Linked DNA regions of Gossypium hirsutum: region 2 is linked to region 1. The links are chromatin contacts, called in public Hi-C maps. All regions are on one chromosome and are shown on one strand. The core of a region is the stretch at or near the end of the contact, and the rest is flanking DNA. Distances in the headings are between cores, read along the strand shown. Region 1 holds the start of LOC107957495 (threonylcarbamoyladenosine tRNA methylthiotransferase). Region 2 has its middle 7.9 kb from the start of LOC107957491.

Region 1 (4,100 bases), core at 649-3,148:
AATGATGAGTGTGGGAGACTTAGGAAGATTAAAATAAAAATAAGAAGAAAAGTGAGTGGGAAAGGTTTGAGATTATGATTAGATACAATATGTTGGATGAAAATCTCAAACTATCTTTCTCCTCTTTGCTCAGGTGTCAGCCCTCCTTGCCCACAATTAGGACAACTTTTCAGCCCAAATCCTTGGCAATCAAAGCATCTGAAACAATTGATTTTCTTTTATAAGAATCAAATTTATCTCTATATACATTTATTCTTAAACCATATATATATATATATATAACTCACTTCCATCTCTCGAAGATGTTGCCATTCTTTTTGTTTTTTCCTGTTCCCTGTAAACCCAATAAAATTGATATGTATTAGCTAAAAGAATACTTGATTTTCTTGTGACATTTTTTCTCGAGTCTTAAGAAAGTACAACACCTTACATCCAGGACACTCTATAGCTCCTTTGCCTCCACATTTCTGGCATCTTTTCAAGATCTGAAATATGTATATATAGTGTGAATGATTTTAATGTATACTAATAAATCATATATTACATTATCTTATATTCAGTAAATAAGCTTATCAATTAGAAGAGGAGAAAGAGAGTTTAATTACCGAGTTTAAGGGACCAGATTTTGCAGCAAAGACAGGGAAAGCTCTGGATTTAATTAGCTGCTTATTTCCATTAATTAGCATCCCAGGAGTGTATTGAGGAAGATGAGGTAAAGCTGAGAGATTTGCCATTGTGAGATGAGAGTGGAATGAAGTGCTGAACCTATTAACTCGTAAACAAATAAAGAAAGTAGCACCACAAAATATTTATTTTTAATTGAGGCTGAAGAGAACTGGATAAAGGATGCCATCACTTATTATATACGAAGGCCACTTGGCTTGCCTACCCTACATTATATCTCCCGCTCTCTATCACTCAAATCCATTGCACCCTAGACCTTATATCTTTTTGGTTAATATAATTTTTTCCTCCATTTTAGTATTTGTATCTTTTTTTTTCTATTTTAGTATTTAAATTTAACCATTAAATTGGAAAAATATGTATAAGTTTGATAATATAATATTTTGAGATTATATCATGACATTACTTAAAAATAACAAACCTAATGATAAATAAATTAAAATAGACTTTTACACTTTTCTAATTTGAATGACCAAAATAAAACCTAATTAATAAATTCATGTACTAAAATAGACTAAAAAACCAAAATAAATCTAATTGCAGTCAAAATTTGCATTAACCCTTTATTTTTTCAAAACCTTCATCGTATATATGGGTTAACACACTTCTTCAGTCTCTCTAAATTTTAATATTGAGTAAATTTGTTTTTTTTAAAAAAACAGAGCAGTTTAATCATTATCGATTTCAAAATTGAGCAATTAAGAATAATTAATCACATTGTTAATATTTTTCATCAAATTTACATAAATTTGACTAATATAATAACAAATTTGGCTCTCATAATTTACACATTCTATCAATTTGGTCAAGATTTAATAAATTTAGCCCACAATATTTCTATAAATGTGTAAATGTTGAGGCTAAATTTGTTGATTTTTTTAGAATCAAAATCAAATTAACAAAATATGTAAAGATTGAAGGCTAAATTTGTTAGTATACCAATAAAAAATATACAAAATTTATGAAAGCCATTAATACTGTGATTAATTTTCCTCAATTTCTCACTTTCAAAATTGAAAGGTATTAAATTACTCCAGTTTTTTTTGTAGGGACGAATTTGCTCAATTTAAAAATCGGGAGTGTTTCTTTTTACTGGTATGCTTTATTAGGGACCAGAAAACTTGGGCTGTTTTGAGCTTCTAGTTCACATCAGAAAACAAAAGCCCAGCAAGTTCTGTCTTTATTATAGTTTTGGAATGAATTAAAGTGAAGCAAAAGCCCGATTAGTGAACCCAAAGCTCACTTTTTGGCAGAACAGGGTCTGGTTTGCTTTTTTTCTATCCTGCACTTTGCAGTGCAGCGGCCTCTGAAGTCGAAAGGGACGATCCAAGGAAATGGAAGACATAGAAGATTTGTTGGTCGGCAGCGGCGGAGCTCCTCCTGGGTTTAGGTTACCTTTGAATGCGGTTGGAGTTAATCCCAGGAAAAAGAACAAAGCCAAACCCAGCAAGGTTTCTCAAATGAATGATCCTCCCAAAATCCCTGGCACTCAGGTCCTTCTTACTTCCTAATATAATTATATTTATCATTTATCAATTTGTAAATAGTTATTCATTCTTTTTCTTTTTCAATTTCTTTGTTGCAGACTATTTATGTCAAGACTTTTGGATGCTCACATAACCAGGCAAGTTTTCCTTTTTTTTTTAATTTGTAATGTTTTAGGAAATAGCTTAATGGGTGGTTTTGAGCTTAAAAGAAGACCCAAAAACTGTGGTTTACTCAATGAACTGCGTTTTTGTCTTGTTGTAAATATCTGAATGCTAACTTCTTTTTAGCTCTTTCTTTTTGTTCCCTCAAATACTTAGATTCACCAAGAGTTTGTGTCTTACATGCTTATCCATAAGATATGATTGAAATTCATGGATGTTAAATAGTTGAAATAGCAGGCACCCTGCCTTGAGCTCTTATGTCTTGTGAATTTGAGTTTATTACTTTATTTTCTATAATAATGTGGTATGGAGGTTGATCCTCCAATTATATGAAGAAACTTAGAAAAATAAAAGAGCATACCTATATACATACTTGTATCCAATACTTGTTCTAGAGTCCAACACTTGTCAACCTATATTCGAATATCAGGTTGATCTTCCAATTATGTGATAAAACTTAAAGAAAAACTAAGCATACCCGTGTGTGACACTCATTCCCTAGTCCTGGTAACATAGGTTAACACTTGAAAGTCATTGAATATGAGAAAACCTTATATCTAACCAAAAATTGCTTTTGTAATATATCGTGTTATCTATACTAATTTAAAATCTTTTAATATTAAAGATACTAGTTGTATTGATTACATGTCAAACCTGATCTTGTAATTGAGTTTTAACGTGTTGTTGTGAAAAAGAATAAAGGTGCAGCCCATCTCACTCATGTTCATACATCTTTCCAAGTCTAGAATTCAATTTGATTTTTGCTTTTAGTTTATCTGATACTTTGACATCTTGTCAGAGTGACAGTGAATATATGGCGGGTCAGCTTTCAGCATTTGGCTATGCAATATCTGACAATCCTGAGGAGGGAGACCTTTGGCTAATAAATACGTAAGGCTTGCACCATTGAATTAATTTAATTTGTTATTATCCTTTTCTTGATTGTCATTACCTTGTTCTCTTTAATGTTCTTTTTGTACCGGAGATAAGTACATTTATACCATGGTTTTAACAATTATGAAATCATCAAAACATCGGGTTCTCACAACCTCAGTAATATTCCTCTATTATATGTTTCATAAGGATTTGAATGGATGTATTACTTTACTATGTGAAAAATCAATATACCCAAATAACAGTAGCTTTAAATAAGGTCATATAATCCCAAATTTGCTGAGGTTGTCATAGATCTTAATTTTTGAAAAGTTTTTCAGCTTGCTTGGGTCATTCATGGTGGAGGGAAAGATTGATGAATTCTGGTTGCCATTGGTTGTGGATAATAAATCCACTGTTGCTTTTTATGTCTGCCCATGAAGTTCAACTTCATTATTGGCTCAACTTTCTACATTGGTTTTTTAATTATCATAAATTATTGGAATATCAAGATTATAGCAGAAGCTGCATTTCTTGAAGAGTTAAACATGAAATCTTGTTGTGTATTAACTTCTGATTAGTGTGATGATTATAAGATGCGTGAATTAGTCTGACACTAAATAAACAGCAGGCATCACAGAATGAGAGACATCTGCTTCCTGCAGACGAGCCTTTGAACTTTTTTCATTTCCTAGGATAGTCGTTTACCTTTTATTATGTATTGAGGGATAAATATTTGTCTTGTCATCCTCTACCTTTTATTATTTTATTCATTCTGCAGCACATGATTGCTGATTAATAATGGTTTCATTAAGATATGTTGCATGTGCTGCTGTTATTATGTCTATTATCCTCAGAGGCATCAGAATGACCGTATAAGAATTACACATTTGT
Region 2 (4,100 bases), core at 543-3,042, 120 kb before region 1:
ATTAAATTTTTAGTCCTATCCCAAACAATAGTTAAATTTATTTGATTAAATTTAACTATAAGTCTTGTACTATGCGTATAATTGTATATTTGACCCATATTCTCCAGTTGGATCATTGTAAATTCTCATACTTTTCAAATCTTGAAATTTTATTCTCAACGCAAATGACAATCATTAATTCATTAATTGAACTTTTTAGTGAGTAATATGTAAAGATAACAAGTTGATATAGCATTACACATATGATAATATGTTTCACGCATTAGATTTTAGAAATAACAAAAATGAATTCAATAGGTATCATTTAATGAGGGCCGAAATTTTAAATTTTAAAAAAATATAAAGATTGAAAATAACCAAATTAAAAGTATAAAGATTAAATCCATAACTTTCATAAAATAAAAGAACTAATAACAGAATTTAACCATAAATAAAGTAGGGGCCTATAGGAGAAGAAGTTAAGGACAACTAAGGGAACTGAGGTGTTGGGCTGCATTTCACGCCATCATTAGACTTCATTAGCAAGAGGGTGCCATCCTTGATTGAAGACAATATTAATGTGCTAATAACATATAAGGTTTGGATATCCGTTTTGTGTTGGTGTGGAGTAGGAGCACTAATGCTTCAGCAAAGGGATATGGTGGTACTGCTTGTTGGTCCCTCAAAACAATGGTCTTTCACCAAGGCTCGGTGTTCTTGTTGAAGGCCTCACACATGCTAGTAAGATTATGTTTATAGTGAAACTAGGATTTAAAGGGGTTTGGTTAAACCTCCTTAAAAAAAAAAAAAAACTAAATCAGATCAATCCATTGTTTGTGTTTAGCGACTATCTATTCAATCTAAGCTGGTGGCATTGCCTTCAGGCCTCCTGCACCTGTAATTTATAGGTAGTTTAGATGGTAAAAGTTTATTTGGGGGGTAAAATATTTTATCACAAATTATTCATGTTTTTGCAATGTTTGAATCATTCTCAAGGCTGATGTCTATGTTTTGAGATATCCATGTATGAATTTCATAATCATTTAATTAACAAGAGTTATTTTAACTAATTAAAAGAAATTTTATTATCATATGTGAAAATTTGGCTCAAGGTTGAATTCTTCTAAACTTCTTCATTATAAACAAATTTAAAGAGCCAAAATAACTTAATTATCATATTAAAGTATTAAAGTAAATAAAAAATATTTATTGTTGTTTGATTTTTTAATTCAATTGTTATTCGTTCAACAACGATTGTATATTGTATTGATGGAACTGATTGGTTAGAAAAAAGGGAAGGTATGAAATTGTTAAATTCAGAAGAAAAGAAGGTATTGGTTTTGTGGGGATTGGATTAATATGATGTTAAATCAAACACGGAAAGTGTAGAACACTTTTTTAAATAAATAAATGGGTTTGAAAATTATGAGCCCAAAGCAAACAAATACAAAAACAACACCAACCCTGTTGCTTTCGCTATTCATTTTCTTCGGTTCCTCTCGTACAAAACAGAAGCCCTTTTCTTTAACTCAATTCAACTTTTCCATCCCAAAACTCATATTGAAACACATATGTGGTGGTTGAAACTACCATGTTATTTTGTTAAAAAAAATTTATTTATTTTATTATTATATTTTAATTATTTCAATTTGTTTTTATTTAAAGTAAAAAAATAAATCTATTTATATCTAATTAATTAATATTTTAATTCAAAATTAATTAGGTTTAGAAGATACCAACCAACCTAGAGTATTGTATGCCGTTATAATCATCTCCCAATTTGGGGGGGAGTTAGTCAACACATGAAGATCAAGTGGTAGCCTTGCTGTCAGCTACATAATTACCTTCCCTATGGGATATAATCATCTCTCTGTCGTCTCTGCTGAGTAGATCCTAGATACATCTAAGGATTGCATTTCAAACCTGTCTATCATTCTCAACTGCAACTAAACTATAAAGTTAATTTAGAAGTTATAAATTACGAACACATTTATCTTTTTGTGTTCATTTTGTTCCCATATTCATCACTATCCCCACAAAAATATCTAAATTCTTCTCTATGAAAATTATGGTTTCGTTAGAGGTCATATTTTTTGGAAATGTGAGATATTTCAAAAGAAATTTCACATTATCCCACATCAAAGAGTAAGGGATTTTCAAGTTTATATAAGAAACTCAAGTCCTTGATTTAAAATTTTACCCAGTGAGCTTTTCACTTTTCCTCTTTTTCTCTTTCTGCTAAGCATTTTTTTGGGTGTTGTTGTTCATGTTCCTCTTCTTATAATAGAAGTTGTTGAAGGGGATTCGTTTCCTTAAGGCTTAGTTTTTGTTTTTACTTTTCCTTAAAAAAAATTCAATTTTCTAATAATGAATGTTCGCTTGGAATGATTATATCTAGAAAAGACTTGATACTTAGTGTCGTGACTCCTTTTTTCTTGGGAACATACCGAAGTTTCTAATGCTGTTGTTATCGATACCAATGTTTCCACAATTGTTGTCGCTTCACATGATGCTAATGCTATTACAATGTCAGTGCTACCTAACTTTGAGCAAAAAGGAAACTGTGACGAACCAGGTCAACTTGCACATCAGTGCAGAAATCAAATGGAAATTGTGACCCCTATTGTGTAACTTATTTTATTTTAAAATATAAAAAATTGTGTGCATATAATTTAAATTTTGTTAATATTGATTCACTTAAAGAAAAGTTAATATTTAATCAAATTTCATATGCAATTGTGGTAATGTGACCATTATTCGATTTTTGTATGTGAGTAATAAATCGACCTAAAGGAAAATTTATTGTTCAACATATTCTTGTTGTTAATGTTTGATTACTACAATCGGATATCACTTACAAATTAATATTTTGTCCAAAGATGAAATATTATTAGAGTGACTGATATCTTGATATGAGATTTACCTTTATTTAAATTATTTTGGTTTAAATTTGAAGTCTTATATGAGTTTGTTTCGACTGATTTAACTACTATTATAACCAATGTTTTTAAAATTGGATTGGTGGTTGAACCGACCAGACCAACTGGTCCAATTGGTCTGATTAAAAAATTATTAAAAATTTCAAATTTAAAAAAATCTTGGTTCAACTGATTTTTAGTCGGTTCATATCGGTTCCCATTCTAACCGGTTCAAAGCCACACTCCAAACCAATATCCCGGTTGATTTTTGGTCCAATCGGTCTGGTTCAAACAACACTGGTTATATTTATCTAACATCCTTACATAGATTGAAACATTAAGGGGCATTATGTCTGATAAAATTAAAATGACTAAAGAATTCATTCTTGACATTGAAAAGCGATTTGTCAAAAATGAAAAGGCTAAAATTAGTACGTTCTTAACAAACCTAACTTTAATATGGTATAAAAAAAAGGGGAAGTTGCGAATATGACACTGCAAAAGAAACAAAAAAAGGATTTAACTAAGGATGTCATTTCTCTTGTGGTGCAAAAGGTGCACCACTTAATTTTGTTTGTTCTAAGGTTAATTAACTTTGGTATCTAGAAACACTTAGTAGATAGATTCTGCTACAACAACTCACATTAGTGTCTATGCAAAGTTGCCAAAACTATTGAAAGCTAAGGATTGAATTTTATTTGGATTTTAATGAGACTTTTATTGAATTGTCGTTTAGGTGGAACTTGATTTCCATTTAAGCATTGGACAAATTCGGTTATTCTTGTTCATTTGAAAATGGAAAATTAAATCTATTTCATAATTCAAATTTGATTGGTTTTGGTTCTTTATTAGGTTATAATAATCTATATTTACTTGGTACTATTGCTTTATTTAATGACCCTTGCATACCACCATAATAGGTAAAACATAAATTAACCAATGAGAATTTGACTTCGTTGTGGTACAAGAGATTAGGTCATATATCCAAAAGGAGAATTAAGAGACTTGTGTCTAACGGTATTCTCAATCTCCTTAATTTTTCAAATTTTTATGTGTGTGTAAATTTTATTAAGGGGAAACAAACAAAAATTATGAGATTTGGTGTCAACATGAAACTAGACGTCTTGGCGTCTTGGAACTAATACACATTAAATGGTTGTCAAGACTACGTTTCTTAATGGTAACATTGATGAGACCATTTAT

What was found. A called contact is a pair of places that touch in the nucleus more often than the background predicts.
Region 2: a contact with region 1 is called in a Hi-C map of leaf, with 5 times the contacts expected there. The contact joins the enhancer-like site here to the promoter of LOC107957495 in region 1. A contact is called at or near these places in 7 of 34 Hi-C or Micro-C datasets (callus and leaf).

The regions. Positions count from the first base shown.
Region 1 is chrA05:31,871,999-31,876,098 of Gossypium_hirsutum_v2.1, reverse strand. It overlaps LOC107957495 (threonylcarbamoyladenosine tRNA methylthiotransferase), which reads left to right and starts at 1,898. Exons shown (of 11, transcript XM_016893012.2): 1 at 1,898-2,177; 2 at 2,270-2,308; 3 at 3,133-3,224. The coding sequence starts at 2,019. It overlaps LOC107961217 (protein PHOTOSYSTEM I ASSEMBLY 2, chloroplastic), which reads right to left and starts at 923. Exons shown (of 4, transcript XM_016897415.2): 1 at 606-923; 2 at 426-485; 3 at 288-334; 4 at 1-198. The coding sequence starts at 734. The coding sequence ends at 111.
Region 2 is chrA05:31,989,988-31,994,087 of Gossypium_hirsutum_v2.1, reverse strand. No RefSeq gene overlaps it. Among protein-coding and RNA genes, the nearest start is that of LOC107957491, 7.9 kb to the left of the region's middle. Within about 2 kb of position 1,792, at least 3 of the 9 cell types and tissues checked have an H3K27ac peak or open chromatin away from gene starts, as enhancers often do. A contact at or near this core is called in leaf, where this site is marked.